Regions from separate parts of the Sus scrofa genome. Here regions 1 and 3 are each linked to region 2. The links are chromatin contacts, called in public Hi-C and HiChIP or PLAC-seq maps. All regions are on one chromosome and are shown on one strand. Each heading gives the region's core, a stretch centred on a gene start, on an enhancer-like site or on the middle of the called end of the contact. The rest is flanking DNA. Distances are from core to core; before and after follow the strand shown.

Region 1 (3,766 bases), core at 402-2,901, 220 kb before region 2:
TTCCTTCAGGGGAAGCCCATCTCCACCACTGCCCAAAAGTCTCTTAAATTTTCCCAAACCATTTCGACAAAGCCCAGATCTCAGGGCCAGAGGGAGGGGGGCTTTTCACTGCAAACCAAACAAGTGGTGGAGACAAATGCAGTGTGAGAGGAACCAGGATTTCCATCCTTCCTCCCTTGCTGGAAGATTGAGCCACACCAAATGACATCGCTTAGGAGCCATGCAGACCTAGTTTCAGATCCAGCCTCTGCTCCTTCATGGCTGTGTGATGATGAACGTGTCCCCTGTCTTGGTTTCCTCATCTGTTAAAATGATACAAGGATCAAATCGGATAACGGGCATGCTGCCCAGGAATGCCAGCTCCCTTTCCTCTGGGTACACCTTTCTGTGCTTTCTCCCCCTTTTTGCCCAACTCTTGGGATGGGTAGGTCGGTCCTTTGTCTATGCTTTCAGCGTATTCTGTAGAGATCTCCGCTGGAGCACATCATTCTCTTATTCATTCAGCAAGTACCCCCTGGAAGCAAAGATGAACGTGGACATGCAACTGTCCTCAAGAGGCCTGCATCTGGTGAATAAGCAGGGAACCCTTCTCTACCATGACAGAGATGCTCCTTGATGGGCTGGAGCCATGCCTCCTCCTCGGACACGGGGCAGGTCAGACCCAAATGAAAATAATCGAGTCGGCCTCCCACCTCCCCATCTCCCGGCCAGCACTTCACCTCACCCCTCTCTCGGCTCTGCTCTCATCAGGCCCAGCCATGCTGGTCCACACATCCTCTGCATGCCTGGATCAATGAAGTTTGGTTTTACAGGGCACTGGGCCCATTGTTGGCTCTCACCTCAAGAACAAAGAAGAATACTGGCCCTTCCAAGGCAAAACAAAGGCCGACTTCTCCTCCATGGTTCCCTTTTCCTTTATGGGCAACAGTATGCAGACCCCTGGCCCTCCACTGAACTACATTTAAAACAGCTTTTGTGAAGGGTGGACACAGCGGCCATTTTTGTGTATGTGCCTGCCCGCAGCAATGAACTGATTGTAACATGAACAACGTGCACTTCTTCCCACTTCTGACAGAATAGATGACATTGTGCTGAGGGCCAGGGAGGGGGTGGGGGCCTAACGAAAAAAAAAAAAAAAAGCCCTAAGGTTTATTACAAGGAATTCTGATAAAAAGCACTTCGAAGCCTCTTTCCCATCATCAAAAAACCACACTGGGCAAGATCAGAGCTTAACAGCCGACAAAAAAACACATTCAATCCCTGAGATCATTTTCCTGAAATAGAAAACTACATATGTTTCTCAAATTTCATATCAAGCCACTGCAGAGGCCAGACTGCAGGGCTGAACTGGGCCAAAGTCGGGGGGGGGGAGGGGGGGGATGGGATGGGAAAGGGAGTAAACAGAAGAAAACGAGCCCATTCTTCCACATCACCACGTTTCTCTAGCACAATCTAAACTTACAAACACCCCCAGTTTCACAGAACTTGTAGTTAGGGTTGCTTATCGGGCAGTCTTTACTTTGTCAAATTAAGACACATTGCCTTGGATTAGCAAGACTCCTTAAATTCAAAATGACTTCATGGTTGGCTCGGAGTTCAGTGTCTCTAGGGCCAGCCGCCAGGAACATATCCACTGCGGAGCCCCGCTCCTCTCCATATGACCTGCCTGACTTTTCCATGGAGACAGCAGAGCAAAATCCCAGGCAGACAGGCTGTCAGTGTTAATTAAAAGTCCAAACACCTCTTTAGAAACTATCTGCAGCTCAATATTTATACAGAGTATAAGACTCCTAACAGGCAGGGCCGGAGAGGGGAGCAGGAGGTTGAGGGCGGAAATAGGTTTGACTGGCATTTGGAACCCATTAATTTTTAAAAGACAGGCTGCCACTCTAGGTAGGACTGAGAGAGGTTCAAAAACGTAACGAAACCAGAAAGATGAATGAGCTGAAGATTGTTTAGAAAGCCCGGGGAGAGTGCTCAGCTTTTGAAAAGAATAATATCTGGGCAATAATGAGAGCTGACACTTTTTAGTGGTGAATGCAGTTTTTGGCACATTTTAACAATGCAGGTTGACAATGTTTCATATTTAACAAAAGGAAAAGCAATCTTCTAAATGACTTGGGAACAAAGGGCTCCCTGACTGCAATTTCTTAATAACATTTAAGAATTCTCTTCAAAGGCCCTTGACTATAATTTAGAGCAAGGAAGAAAAATGAAGAAAACAAGAAAAAAAGAAGGTGTATTTAAAAAATAATAAACTAACTAGAAGAGGTGAAAAAAGAAGACAAGGATACAGCATTCTGACACTAAATTATATCCCAAAGGGTTGAATTTAATGTCAGGCTTTTATAATACTTCTTCCAATAACCTGAGCTTTAAGAAAGAAGTCAAAGGGAGACTTTGGTCGACACCATTACTTTTGGACTCAGAGGTTCAGTCCAGGGAGGGGCTAAATGGATCACCTAATCCAGCCACCACACTCTGCAGACAAACTGAGCACCAAGGGCCCAGGGTTACCTGGCTGGACCAGATATTTCTTCCAAGTTTCAAACCATGCCACCAGGTGTATTTTATGCTATGTGTCCTAAGGCCTCACCATCAAGGCCACAGAGTTCTTACAGTATCCAAGACTGAATATTGACACCGTTAATCAGACTGAAACTCAGAGGCTACCTAGAATCACACAAGTACAGCATATCCAAAAGTTCACAAGAGTTCACCTACAGTGGCAGCCATCCAGGATAGCAAACTGATTTAAGAGGCCACCAAGACCAAAATGTCCTGTCCCTCCCAAGGAAGGCCTTCCGGGGTCAGAGAAAAGAACTCTAAACAATATATGACTTGGATATGGTCCCCTTAAAACCTAACCCCTACTTCACTTAGCAGTTTCACCCTCACAGCAAGAACCTTCCGGGATTCTGTAATAGCACCTGGAAAACGTGATCTCTATTCTTGAGCATTTTTACAGTTTCAAAACATTTTCAGCAGGAGTTCCCTGATAGTTCTGAGGTTTAAGGATCTGGTGTTGTCACTGCTTTGGCTCTGTTTACTGCTGTGACACAGGTTCAATCCCTGGCCTGGGAACATGCCATGGGTGCAGTCAAAAATGTTATTTCAGCAAAGAATATACTGTCATACTATTTGTAAATGAGGACTCCCAGCCTGAGATTGCTCCACTTTTACCATATTAAAGAGCAAACAAGACTAGATTCTAAAAGAAATTCAAGGTCTCAGAGAAAACTGGTAAGCAAAGGAAATGCTATACAGCTACTCAGTTGAAAAATTACAGTCCTACTGGCTGTATGACTTTCAAGGGTATGGAACTCACATCTAGATCTATACCAAAGAGCTGAAAAAGACAGATGAATGGATAAAGAAGATGTGGCGTGTGTGTCTATGTGTATATATGTGTGTGTGTGTGCACATATATTTTATAAAATATGTATGCCACAAATGTGGCCCTAAAAAGACAAATATTTATATATATACATATGCACATGATGGATTATTACACAGCCTAAAATATAATGAAATAATGCCATTTGTAGCAACATAAATGGGCCTAGAAATTATTATACTAAGTGAATAAGCCAGACAAAGAAAGACATTTATCACATGATACTACTTACATGTGGAATCTAAAATATTCTACAAATGGACTTATTTACAAAACAGAAAGAGACCCACAGACAGAAAACAAACTTACGGTTACCAAAGGGGAAAAGGAAGGGGAAGGGATAAATTAGGAGTTTGGGATTAGCCTATA
Region 2 (3,755 bases), core at 10-2,509:
CCACCCAGACTTTTCCTAAGCTGTTTAACATTCCACCACTCCCTCCCTGCCTTGAAGGAGTTCAAACCCAGGTTGCAAACCACTGGACTCCATGCAAAAGGAGATTGAACTCAATGACCTCTGAGCTGGTCACGTAAGACTGGCATGAATTAAGGGAGAAAATGTTTTTTCAACTAGAATTGTTTTCTCCTTGAAGGCAAGGACCGTATAATTTGTTGATTTGGCCTCATAACTAGATTTACCCTTCCCATGGGCTCCACTCCCACCCCACCCTAGTCTAGGATACCACCGGCATTGCCCCAAATCACCAGTCTTCCTGCATGCATCTTGTTCCATTCCAGCCGAATGACCTTTCCAAGTGTATCACATTATCTCTCTGGCCTTCTTCTAATGGATTTTAAGACCAAAAGTTTTTCCCAACCAGTCCACATTGCATTCCTCGCTTATGGCTATGCCTTTGCACCGATGCCCTGGCCACCCCGCTCCTCCCCTAACTCACATTCTCATGGGCTGTTTTCCCTGCTCTGGGTACCCCCAGGTTCCCCCATGAGCTCCTCTTCAGCCCACAGTCTCAGCCACTAACATGGGGAACCAGTCCTTCCCTCGAGCCCTCTTCATTCTGGGCTGTAATTTTCTGGTCCATTTTCTGGCTCTCCTACCGGGTGTAAGCTCCAGGCAGGCTGCATCTATGTTTGTTTGTTTGTTTGTTTGTCATATTCTCAGCATCCAGCCCACAAGGCCTGAGACCCTTACTCCTAAGAGGTACTTAATGAACACATTTGCCTTCCATGGATCAGGGCTATCCTCAGAGGTGAGGTCAGACTCCTTGCCCCTCCCACCCCTGCCGAGCTTGAAAGGCCCCCAATGTGGAAGCCATTAGTGCACCCTCCCCCTGCCCTTAACTGAATTTGCTCGGAAGAGGCAGGAGCTTTTGGAAGCACCTGAATCCGATTATAGAGCTTGGAACCAAAGCCAGGCATAATCGGGCCGCCTCACCCATCCCCACCCTCCTTTTTAGCCAGATGACCAGCATCCTGCCCCCTCAGGCACCCTGCCTGCATGTTCTGGCGGTGACAGCAGTGCCACCACTGAATGGGCAGCTGTGGTCACATTTAGAGAGGGTGAGGCAGAGATACCCACTTCAACTCTGACATTCAGTCCGTCTCTTGTGACTCGGGTTGCCACTTGCCCCTAGGGCTGCAGGATGCAAGCAGGGCTAACCGTTTCATTAGATATCTGTGACATGGAAAAGGTCAGACAAGTGGGCTGGGCTGCTGAGTCACCGGGCTTGAGTGTCCATCCCTGAGACTCTGCCATCGTAGCCTGCCCATCTCAAGGGGCACTCGGTCACTCTCTGAAGCCAGTGCGATGCCTGGAATGGAGTCAGGGCAGGGTATGCAGGGGAAGATGCCCCTTGTCTGTCTCTATAAAGGGAGATGATATAACATGGTTGAGAGGAGAGCAAGCTTGGAGCAGATGCCCCTGGGTTGAAATGCCATCTCTGCAGCACTAGCTGGTACCCGAAGCAAGTTGCTTAACGTCTTCCTCCGACTCTCAGATCTTCATTTATATGGGCCCCAAAATATTTCCTAACACATAGGGCTGCTGGGAGAATAAGTGAAGTAAAGGATGAAAGGAACTTAGCAGAGAGCTTGGCGAACGGGCACCTGTCCGCAAATGGTAAGCACTATTACTTGGACACGCCGATCTCTCCGTGGATACTTGATCCCTGGGGAACACGATGTCTCCCCACAGTCAGCGGGCTCTGGCCTCCGCCGCCCCACATCCACAGTACATATCTGGGGCTTGGGGCATTTCAGTTACAATGAGGGCGAGCCAGGGAGAAATGAAAAGGAAGTAAAAGGCTAGGGGCATTTTTAGAATTTTACTATCTCAAACGGACAAATCCCTTCCTGATGGTTGTGTTGGTCCCAGTGGAAACCAGATGCATAGGTAGACATAGGGCCACACAGGCAGCCCAGCAAGCAGGGTCTTACCACGTCAGGCTTTTTGTCCTGGGCAGCTGGAGAATGCTGAGTTTGTTAACCGAGACCTCTGAAACACGCACCCTTTTACCATTCACCAAATTCACACCAAGGCTGTGGCCTTTGGCTCAAGATCCTCTTCCCCCTTCATCTAATACTTCTACTCCTCCAAACAGAGGGAAAACATCAAAGCACTCTTTGGACAACACGGAGAAGACCAAATTTGCTCAGCGGCATTTGGCAAGCTGTTTAACCTTCCTTATAACCTAGCTATCTTTAGCCTCCTTGATGCTATTTTCAAATGTCAAACGAGCAAATATTGCTTCCAGAATGGTTCTGATCTGGGATGTGACAGGATGCGTGGGGGTGGGGAGATGAGCAGGAGGTAGGGATAGTAAAGGAGCCTTCTGGTCGTGGGTGAGATCATACACCAGCTTTACAACTGCCCAAATTCTCTCCCTTCTACTGGCTCTGACACCTCCTCCAGGAAGCTGACCTGTTTAAGGGCAGTGGGGCATTCAGTACCACCGGGGCCTCATGTAGAGGGACATCTGCTTATCTGACTCTGGAGCCAGACCTGGACATCACATTAGCCAAAAGAGCAAACTGAATCTTGTGTACCCAGCCCAGTCTAAAAATATTCATTCGTTCATTCATTCTGCAGGTATTTACTGAGCAGCAACTATGGGCCAGACATGGTAATAGGCACTGGGGACACACGAGCTTGCTGAGGTTGATGCCCATTGGAATTGTCTGGGGAGTTAATGAAATGAAGCTCTGGAGCCCCACCCCCAAGAGTCAGTGCAGCAGGTTTGAGGCAGATCTGGAGCCTGAATTTTGAACCAGCACACAGGCATTCTGCTACAGGTGGTCCAGGGTATGAGAACCCCTAGGCTAGCTTGTAGCAACATCTGTTTCCTGAGTACCTCCCTGGTACTGAACAGGAGGAGCATAGAAATCCATGTTACAACCCCCAGGCCTTGAAGAACTCACCATTCATGTTCACAGCCTCCAGAAAGAGACAGACAAAGCTGCCATTTCAGGGTGCTAAGTGCTCTGAAAGCAGAGGTACAAAGTGGGTTAGGCCCCACAGAGACGGTAACCAGCCCTCAGAGAGCTGAGGAGGCTCTATAAAGGAGAATATTTGAGCTGAGCCTTTTTTTTTTTTTTAGCCATACCTGCAGCATGCAGAAGTTCTGGGGCCAGGGATGGAACCCGAGCCACACCATTGACATGCTGGATCCTTAACCTACTGAGATGCTGGGGAACTCCTGAGCTGGGTCTTGAAGTATAAGAAGAGTTTTTCAGATAGAGGAAGTGTGAATATTAATTATACTTTCCCAAGATGGACTCCCCAGCATATATCTCCCATCCCACATGCTCATCTTTTTTTTTTTTTTTTTTTTTTTGCCACCCTGCAGCATATGGAGTTCCCTGGCCAGGGATCAGATGCTAGCCACAGTTGTGATCCATGCCATAGCTGTAGCAGTGCTGGGTACCTAACTCACTGGGATGGGCTAGGGATCGGACTTGCGTCCCAGCACTCCAGAGATGCTGCTGATCCCATTGGGCCGTGGCGAGAACTCCAATGTGCTCTTCTCACGAAGGCACTGGAACACCTCATGCAGAGAAGTAGGGTGGGGGTCTCTGTTCCTGGCTCTCGAATCTCAGTGGTGGCCTGTGACTGCTCCCACCTGGGGAGTGTGGGGAAGTGATGTGACTTCTGAGGCCAGGTCACCAAAATGTGAAACACCTCTTCCTTGGTTCTTC
Region 3 (3,533 bases), core at 680-3,179, 240 kb after region 2:
TTTGGTTTCAAGGTTTGGAGCCTGGCGGGGTGACCTTCTCACGCACCCTGAAGCAGAATACCCAGGCTGGGAGGATGTGTGGGGCCAGGGGCCAGGGACTGGGCAATGCTTGATAAACATGCTGCCATTTAGAATCAGAAAGCCTTGAATTCAAGTCCTGCCTCACCTACTCAGGTTTTTGTGGTCCTGGGTGAGTCAGAGAACCTCTCTGAGCCTTGCTTTCCTCATCACTTCTTTCTACCTACCAAGTTATGCACTGAGTGAAGTAATGAAGGCAGGAGATCTGTAAAATACCCTAAGAATGGGAAACTTCCTTCTTTTCTTTTTCTTTTTCTTTTTTTTAAGGATTGCACTTGCAGCATGTGGAAGTTCTCAGGCGAGGGATCAAAAGGAGCTGAAGCTGCCAGCCTACACCACAGCCACAGCAATGACAGATCCGAGCCACGTCTGCAACCTACATCACAGCTCATGGCCATGCCGGATCCTTAACTCACTGAGGGAGGCCAGGGATCGAATCCACATCCTCATGAATCAGGTTCATTACCACTGAGCCACAATGGGAACTCCAAGAACGGGAAACTTCTAATAGTCGGGGGTTGGCTTTCTTTTTCCTCTGCCTCTTCACGAAGACAGTATTTAGATCGAGGTAGGTAGCTGCTTTTGAATCTATACAAACAGATGTTGCACTGTTTGGAAACATTCTCCAGAAGTCTAGAAATGAAAAGACTCTGTACCCCCAGAGACACCCTGAAAGAGTTCTCTGGTGGAAGAGGGAAGGGGAAGGAGAGAAAGAGGAAGCATTCCATATATCCTAAATATTATGACAGTCACTTTCTTTTTTTTTTTTTTTTTTGTCTTTTTTTTGGTTGTTGTTGCTATTTCTTGGGCCGCTCCCGCGGCATATGGAGGTTCCCAGGCTAGGGGTCCAATCGGAGCTGTAGCCACCGGCCTACGCCAGAGCCACAGCAACGCGGGATCGAGCCGAGTCTGCACCCTACACCACAGCTCACGGCAACGCCGGATCGTTAACCCACTGAGCAAGGGCAGGGATCGAACCCGCAACCTCATGGTTCCTAGTCGGATTCGTTAACCACTGCGCCACGACGGGAACTCCTATGACAGTCACTTTCATACAGAGTGAGGGTGAGGATGATGGTGGCTAACTTTATTGACAGATACAGTTCTGAGTGCCTTATACATATTAACCCCATTTTGCAGAGGAGGAAACTGAAGTACTGAAAAGGCAAAATAAATCAAAGGTCACCCTGCACTGAGGTTCAAGTCCCAGCAGTCTGAGTCCTGGGGCCATGTGTGTGACCATCCCACTGCACTGCTCCCATAGCCCGCAGGCTATTGGATCCTCATGGACCCCATGGGCATCCTTCAGATGGGAAACTGGGGCTCTGAAAGCTGGGTAACTCGCAAGAGGTCACACAAAGAAAGATGGGATGTTTCTTTTGCTCTTCAAAATTACTTCCTTCTTTTTTACTGGTAGAAAGACCATCGAGCATGAGTCCAAATGTAGCTTCCTATTATATCTTTGCTTGAGTCCCCTTTTCCGCGGTGGGTCAGGCAGAAGAAATCTACTAGAAAACCTCTAGAAAAAAGCATCTAGCCCGAGCGTGGCATGTAGCAGAGGGGGCTGGTAGGCCTACTCTCCCAACTTCCTCACCTCTTCTCTTCCTCCGGAAAAGAAATGAGGTCCTTCCGCTTACCAGGATGACAACGCCATTCCCTTTTGTGTCCTGGTTCTGCGTGCTTTTGAACAAGTTCCAGTTTGACTATGATAATCTAAAAATGTGGAACCAGACCTTAACCTTGCAGTCCAGCTCCAGGCTGACCAAGGAGGAAGTGCAATGTCACCTTGTTATTTGACACTACCCTCCTAGTGATACAACCAGAGTTTACATTCTTTCTTTTGGCAGCCACCATACGCTGCTGACTCACGACTCTCTCAGGTCCCAAGTTCCTGTCTATTGCCCTCTCTTCTACTTGGCCTGATGTCTCAAGACTTCTCCCATTGGTGTTATGCTGGGATTCACCAGGGATTCTTGCAGCCAGTAGCTCTCAGACTAGGGGCTAATCTACACCCTCAACTATCAGCCTTCGTCTTTGGATCCTCCAGGGGGATACTCTCTGACTCTGCCAGGGGAACAATGGACAGAGGGATATTTCATATACAGTTAGAGCAGTAAGTGATCGGAAAACATCCCTGGCCAGGAGGGAACACTGCTGTGGTCTTGTGTGGGTTCACTTCCCAGAGTTTGGGAGCCATGATTTATTCATGCATACATGCACATTAAAGTAATGGTGGGGGTAATTCCAAGGGGCGTTGTTGGGAAGACGGTGATAGCTGGGTGGGTGCAGAAGGCTGGAGGGGGGGGGGGGGGCTGATCAACTGGAATCAATGCAGGCCAAAAAAAAAAAAAAAAAAAAAAAAAAAAAAAAAAAAAAAAAAAAAAAAAAAAATGGGTAATCAAGCTGAAATATAGGCCGGATTCAAAGCCACTTAGCACCTTTGTGACTTCAGGCCAAGACCCCACTTTTTTTTTTTTTTTTTTTTTTTGTCTTTTTAGGGCCACACCCACGGCATATGGAGGCTCCCAGGATAGGGGTCGAATTGGAGCTGTAGCCGCTGGCCTATGCCACAGCCACAGCAACACCAAACCTGAGCCGAGTCTGCAACCTGCACCACAGCTCACAGTAACGCGGGATCTTTAACCCCCTGAGCAGGGCCAGGGATGGAACTCACATCCTCATGGATACTAGCCAGATTCGTTTCTGCTGAGCCAAGATGAGAACTCCTAAGACCCAACATTTTAAAGCCTCAGTTTCTCTCTGAAACCTGGAGCAATCGGAGTGCTTACTTCATCATGACGTTGAGAGGATGAAAAAAGAAAGCATCAAAATTTCACTGGCATCAGTATTTCACTGGCACAAAGGGAGGGTTCAGCATTTGTGATGATCTCTGCCTGCCCTTGCTCTCCCATTCAAGCATTTATTCAGTAAGTACTCACCAACAGTCTTGAGAGGGTACAGTGAAAGAAACACAGATACAAGTAAAGGCCTAAGTGCAGGATTGGGCTCTGGTGGATAAAGATGCTTCCAGGGACCAGCCAAATGCTTTACGGGAGATTTGCTCTAGTTCTGGCTTTAGACTGCTGGACACTCCAGCCACTTCAACCCACCCCAATATACACATTATCTTTTCTGCACCATGTGTGAGTTTGAAATTTCTCAGATTACTCTCAAAGTGACCTTGGGCAAATCCCATAACTCATCTCAGCCCCTGGCACATATGTAACAGATATGTGAATATGCACAGCACCCAAGTTTTGTAGTAGAGGTGAGAAGCCAAGCCCGCACTTGGCTGATACCCCAGAACTTTGAGCTGCGTTCCTCCCACCACTCCCTCTGCCTGCCAATCCTCTATTACTATGTGCCAAGCTTGGGCTTGAGGCTAGTTGGTCAACAGACTCATGAGAAGTTAGCCCTGCCCATAGAGAGCTTAAAGTTTGCAGGGGGGATGGAGG

What was found. A called contact is a pair of places that touch in the nucleus more often than the background predicts. HiChIP or PLAC-seq counts read pairs in DNA pulled down with a chosen protein or histone mark.
Region 1: a contact with region 2 is called in a Hi-C map of skeletal muscle, with 6 times the contacts expected there. The contact joins two enhancer-like sites. A contact is called at or near these places in 5 of 47 Hi-C or Micro-C datasets (embryonic fibroblasts, heart right ventricle, psoas muscle and 1 more) and 2 of 2 datasets of contacts at active chromatin or transcription factors (alveolar macrophages and skeletal muscle).
Region 3: a contact with region 2 is called in an H3K27ac HiChIP or PLAC-seq map of skeletal muscle. The contact joins two enhancer-like sites. A contact is called at or near these places in 2 of 2 datasets of contacts at active chromatin or transcription factors (alveolar macrophages and skeletal muscle).

Annotation. Positions count from the first base shown.
Region 1 is chr6:153,124,575-153,128,340 of Sscrofa11.1, forward strand. All of the region lies in intron 5 of FGGY (FGGY carbohydrate kinase domain-containing protein), which reads right to left. Among named protein-coding and RNA genes, the nearest start is that of FGGY, 87 kb to the right of the region's middle. Within about 2 kb of position 1,652, at least 40 of the 83 cell types and tissues checked have an H3K27ac peak or open chromatin away from gene starts, as enhancers often do. A contact at or near this core is called in skeletal muscle, where this site is marked.
Region 2 is chr6:153,341,327-153,345,081 of Sscrofa11.1, forward strand. The region is part of intron 3 of LOC102165506 (a long non-coding RNA gene); the gene reads left to right. Among named protein-coding and RNA genes, the nearest start is that of FGGY, 130 kb to the left of the region's middle. Within about 2 kb of position 1,260, at least 4 of the 83 cell types and tissues checked have an H3K27ac peak or open chromatin away from gene starts, as enhancers often do. A contact at or near this core is called in skeletal muscle, where this site is marked.
Region 3 is chr6:153,581,037-153,584,569 of Sscrofa11.1, forward strand. No RefSeq gene overlaps it. Among named protein-coding and RNA genes, the nearest start is that of JUN, 100 kb to the right of the region's middle. Within about 2 kb of position 1,930, at least 16 of the 83 cell types and tissues checked have an H3K27ac peak or open chromatin away from gene starts, as enhancers often do. A contact at or near this core is called in skeletal muscle, where this site is marked.